Linked DNA regions of Gossypium hirsutum: region 2 is linked to region 1. A link is a contact called in public Hi-C data. All regions are on one chromosome and are shown on one strand. The core of a region is the stretch at or near the end of the contact, and the rest is flanking DNA. Distances in the headings are between cores, read along the strand shown. Region 1 holds the start of LOC107891994 (amino acid transporter AVT6A). Region 2 has its middle 17 kb from the start of LOC107912709.

The links. A called contact is a pair of places that touch in the nucleus more often than the background predicts.
Region 2: a contact with region 1 is called in a Hi-C map of leaf, with 2.0 times the contacts expected there. The contact joins the enhancer-like site here to the promoter of LOC107891994 in region 1. A contact is called at or near these places in 2 of 34 Hi-C or Micro-C datasets (hypocotyl and leaf).

What each region holds. Positions count from the first base shown.
Region 1 is chrA11:21,294,698-21,297,638 of Gossypium_hirsutum_v2.1, reverse strand. It overlaps LOC107891994 (amino acid transporter AVT6A), which reads left to right and starts at 1,277. Exons shown (of 6, transcript XM_016816945.2): 1 at 1,277-1,766; 2 at 1,855-2,378; 3 at 2,534-2,686; 4 at 2,866-2,941. The coding sequence starts at 1,952.
Region 2 is chrA11:21,509,339-21,512,288 of Gossypium_hirsutum_v2.1, reverse strand. No RefSeq gene overlaps it. Among protein-coding and RNA genes, the nearest start is that of LOC107912709, 17 kb to the left of the region's middle. Within about 2 kb of position 1,263, at least 4 of the 9 cell types and tissues checked have an H3K27ac peak or open chromatin away from gene starts, as enhancers often do. A contact at or near this core is called in leaf, where this site is marked.

The DNA of each region.
Region 1 (2,941 bases), core at 28-2,527:
AAAGTAATACAAAGTAATTTACCAAATTCGGTTTATATCTAAAAGGGAAACCACTTATAATACCATATTGGCAAATAGCAAACAAAAATCTCACTGGACCCTACCAAATTTAAAACAACCACTCTAATTTCCCTTTAAATAACTTTCCACCAAAGAAATGGTTTTCAATTTTCTTTCATTATTTGATTACCCCCTCATATTATAATGAACAAACAAACAGATATGTGTTAATCCTTCTGCAATGACGTTGACATTATTGGTTGTCATACTTCCTCTAATGAATAATATTTTCGTTGCTGAGTTTTTAGTAGAGTTAAATGATTGATTATAAGATGTGTTTTATATTTATGGATGAAAATTTAATTTTCGATTTTATAATTTAGCATATTTAAATTTGGGTAAACTTTTAGTTAGTTATTCAATTTTTTTTTAATCTTATCGGGGTAAAAATAAAAAAAATTAAGAATTAAAATAGAAAATGATAAAAATTAAAGTAATGTTTTAAAAGTTGTCAAATTATATTTATTTATCCATTGCTAAAAGTTTTAATTTTTTTTTAATATGATGTATCGTGAATAGTTAACCACCACTAGAAATTTAATAGTTGAATGATTAAAATGAAAACGTATTAAAAATTAAGTGAAAAAATTAGACCAAAATAAAGGCGCTTTAAAAACTAAATAGTTTAGTCTTGAAATTTTAATGATAATTTTTTTTAAAATGATATTAGAAATGTATTACTTTTTTTCATATAATTAAGATAAGTGTGAATGACTTATCTTGAAAATTAGGTTAAATAATTTGAGTTTAGATATGTTGTTACAAGAAAAGTAATCCTAACAAATATAATAATTTGAGTTTAGATTGACTGGATTAAATAATAAAGATGGATTGTCTGACTGTTTCGCTCATTTATAAATTTAATCAAAACTTATTTGATACCAAAAATTTAAAAATAAAAACGAAAATCGAATGAAACTATAATATTTATTTAGCAAATTAAGCAAAGAATAAATCAAAATGTAGTGATTCAAAACTACTGCTTATTGGCTCAAAAAAAAAATTGTCACTTATCACCCATTTTAACATATAATTAAACAAATTTATTTGTCGTTATAATGGTAAATATATCATCCTGGGGGAAACCGAAATTGAACGAAATTAAATTAAAATATTATTTAAAGATACCGAATTTTATATTTTAAAATTAATTTTTTTTACCGCTATCGAACTATCTCCTTCCGTACATCATTCTACCGCCTAGTTTGTCCCTTCTTTGCCTTGTCTATAAAAGTAAGGTACACACCAAGAATTGGGCGAGGGGGTCATATAAGTACTATTTCTTAGCTTTTTGGTTGTTGGATAACCCCCAATTCTTTGTTTCAAAGCTCTTATATTTTGATTCTCTCTCTTCTGGGTTTGGTCAAGATTTTAATTTTCATTTCTGGGTTAGGCTTCAATTACTGCTTTGGTGCTTATATTAGATTCAATTCAAGGACATACAAAATTTTGGTTTTTAAGGTTCTGTTGGTTGGAAATTTGGGTTGCTTTCTTCTCTTCGCTTTTGATATTAAAATCTTATCCTTTTTCTTAGTTTGTAGATCACTTGAGTTTCTGTTGTTTGCAAAACTCTCGGTTTATTAAGTTCATTCATTGATTATTTTGGTGTTGTTTTTGGAAAAGATCTACCTTTTGGTCTAGAAGATTTGGAAGATTCTCCCTTTTTATCGATTTCAAAACAGTGCAAAGTTTGTATATTTTTGCAGGTTAGTACTGTTAGAATTCTTTTCTTTTTTCTTTTTGGATTATGTTAGGAAGGAATTAAGTAGAACTTTTTACTTTCTACTTAGACAGATCTCCTGAAGCGTGCTCAAGCTAGGTTTTAGCTTGTAAGGTGGCTTAAATTTTCTGTATACAGTTGAATCTTTGAGAATTTTGGGTTATTTAAAAGATGACAATTGGGGATATAACACCAAAGAAGGAGAGGAAGTCAAGGAGGAGCAAACATGTTGTTGATGATACAGCTCCCTTGTTACCTAAACGACAAGATGAAGATGCTGGTTATGATGAATTTAATGGAGCTTCTTTTACTGGGGCGGTGTTTAACTTATCAACAACAATTGTTGGTGCTGGGATCATGGCCTTGCCTGCTACAATGAAAGTTCTGGGACTGATTCTTGGGATAGCTATGATCATCTTTATGGCATTCTTAACTGATGCCTCGATTGAGTTCTTGCTTAGGTTTAGTAGGGCTGGAAAAACTACTTCTTATGGAAGTCTTATGGGGGATGCATTTGGAAAGTATGGAAGAATCTTTCTGCAAATCTGTGTTTTAGTTAACAACATTGGTGTTCTCATTGTGTACATGATTATTATTGGTATGACTTCCATTTCATTCAACTTAGTTGCATACACATATCTGGTTGCACCTTCTTGTTCAATCATTTATTTCCTAGATAGTTTTCTCTTGCCTGATCTTATGGAAATGTGTAAATTTGCTTATGAGCTTATGATGGTTTATTGGTTCTTGAAGGTGATGTGCTTTCTGGAACATCATCTAGTGGAGTTCACCATGCTGGTGTCCTTGAAGGGTGGTTCGGAGAACACTGGTGGAATGGGCGTACCTTTGTCCTTATTGTCACTACACTGGGCATCTTCTCTCCATTGGCATGTTTCAAACGGATCGGTTAGTGTCTCGGTTGTCCTTATAGAATCTAGCAATACACTTTATTATATCATTTGAGCTCTCAGAGCCTAATGCTTTCAATTTTTTCGGTTATAAATCTAAGTTGAATAGTTTGTATGGCATGTTTATTGCTTAGTTTAATGTGAATAACGAGCAGTTATGGTGTCTCATGCTTGCAGATTCCTTAAGATTTACATCTGCCTTATCAGTTGCTCTGGCAGTTGTGTTTCTTGTTATTACCGTGGGAATAGCCAT
Region 2 (2,950 bases), core at 14-2,513, 210 kb before region 1:
CTAAGAAGCTGAATTCATGGATCTTTACTTTTCACTTAAAGGAAAGTCTGAATCAGCTTTCTCCGAAGTGACTCATTTTCCGTTTAAATATGTTGCTAGCTCTTGCTTTTTATGATTCGATCTTGCATCGGCCTGATATAATTTTGGGATTTACTTAGAACTAAGTACAATAGAATGTATTACTTTGAATAGATATTCTAAGAAGCTGAACTCATGGAAGAGATTTTCGAGTCAGCTTTCTTTGAAGTGACTCATTTTCCTTCTAAATATGTCACCAACTCTTGTTTGATGATTCGGTCTTTGCATCGGCTTGATCTGGTTTCGGTTTTACCCATCCTCGGTAGATGTTCAATAGATTCAGTTCTTTATGATTGCTCATTATGTCATTAAGTCGTCATAGTGGTAAGTAAAATAAGCTTTGGGAAGGAAGGTCTAATACTATTTTGTCGAAAATGCAAGTCCACTGTGTTGCTTAAACATACTATTGTTTAAAATGCCATCAAATTTGTGGTATTTTGTTCATATTTCAAGTATTTTATTATTTCTTTTGCCCACATCATATGTTTTATTATTTTCACGTCATTATTTGATATTCAGGCCAGTATATTTATATATGGTTTACTTAGGTGAAAGTATGGGGATTAACTAGTTTTTTAGTAGAGGTGTTAATTTCACTTTTCACTTTCAAACTAATATTAAGATTTTTATATCAATTTTGTAGTTAAGCTTAAATAAATAAAAAAATTTATTGCATAAATAGTAATTCAAATCCTTTTGGTCTGAAATGTGAAATATCCTTAAACCCAATCAATTACGGGTAAAAAAATATTGCTTGTGTTCATGAACAAATCTGCGGCTATATGCAATAAAAAACTACATCTTATCATTTTCGACACTTAAAACACAAAAAAATAATTATTAATATGACGTAAAATGTAACACGATATACTTGTCTACAAACATCATGAAGAAATCTATTTATGCAGCATAGGGGAAAAAAGGGGAAGGTTATGAAAATTTAATCCAATATGTTGTCCAAAAATTAGATTTTATAACTTCGAACAAAGAAAATAGATATTTGACTGTTTGTTATTTGGTAGACCAATACATACAATTCAATATAATTCTAGTTTCGTTGACCAATATTTTATAGTTTACACATAAATTAGAGTCCAACTTTTGGGAAGCAAATTCTTTGTCAATTGCCTCGGAATTGTCACCAATGAACATTATCTGAACTTTGAAAATTTTTTGAACTTCAAGGCAATGGTCCAGACATGTCCTTAACCACCCCATTTAAATGGGTCCATTACCATGTACAGAAGTTTTACGACTTTATTTCTTTTTTATATAATTTATTCTCAATGACTATTTATAGTAAATTTTTCTTTTAATAATCGGAGGAGTATAGGGTTGCTCGGATCGAATTTAAATTTCATGTTTATAATATAATGTTTTTGTCACTAAATATAAAGATTATTGACTATAATATTTTTTTTGTATTCATCTATAATAAATATACATTTCGTTTTATTTAAATTTTATATGATAAAAACCTTAAAAATAGTCTTAAATTTAATAATGTACCATTTAAATTATATATTATCAATACATCAAATTTATATTTTTACGGGGAGACTAAAAGTATTTCCGTCCCTCTCTAATCTTGACATAATATTTTCAAGACACTAAAGTAAGAGTTTTGATGGTTATATTTTATTATTAATTCTTGTAAAATATGTAAGTCGTGAATTTAGTTTTTGTACTTTAATTTGATTAATTTTAGTTTTTAAACTTTTTAAAATTTAAATTTTAGTCTTAACCCAAATGATAGCGATTAATTCATTAGGTCAAATTCTATTATTAATCTCATACTATGCGTAAGTTGTGGATTTAGTCTATATTCTCTAATTATATTATTTTAGCCCACTTACTTTTTATATATTCAAAATTCCAATCATAACTCTATAAGTAGCTATTAAACCCTTAACTCAAATGACACATTTTTAATATTACATGAAAATAATAAGTTGACATTATATAATACATGTGATAATATTACATAAAGATTAAAAATAATTAAATTAGGGTACAATAATTGAATCCGAAACTTAATCATAATACAATGACTAAAACATTTTTGATGAATTTTTACTAATGTCTTATAAAAATATCTTGACGTATGCATTGTTTTGGTGACGAAAGCCTAATATGTCACTTAAAAAACTCGTCTTGTAAAATTTCTTTTTTAGAATATAAATTTGAGATTTTGAATTTAAATATAAATGGGTAGGCAAAAATGTGAATGTGAAAATTAATTGAAATTCGTTACGATTATATTTTGGAATTGTATAAACATATGAATCATAAGTTCACAAAAGTAACTATGAGAATTATGTTTATATGTATTTTGTTACATTGTTTTGATCAAAGTTAAAACCTTCAAATTATTTATAGTTTTGAACTCATTATTGAGCTTAGTTTGTTCATGGCTACTCTTAAAATATGACATTGAAATATTTAAGATTCAAATTTTGTAGATAAAAGTATTATAGAAGTTTTTATATTAAGATTTGGATTGCATTTTGCTTCCTTTATTAAAAAAAGAACAAATTAGTCCTTGTACATTAGATTAAAAAGTAAACCGGCTCTTCTGTTAATTTCATCCATTTCTACTGTTAAAAACTGAGTAAAATTGAATGGATTTTTACCAAATTACTATTTGATCCAACATATAAATACTAATTTACTTATTTTTAAATAAAAAAATAAAATATAATTTCACTTCTAATAAAAGACCTCTATAATACTTTAACCACTTTTGTATAACTCTATAAGTGAGGATTCAAATTCAAGAATGTACAACCCTTTCCTATTCTACTAATTATTATATATAGCGGTTACCAAAACCATAGGTTGTTTAATTAGGTTTGAAACTTACTCTATTTGG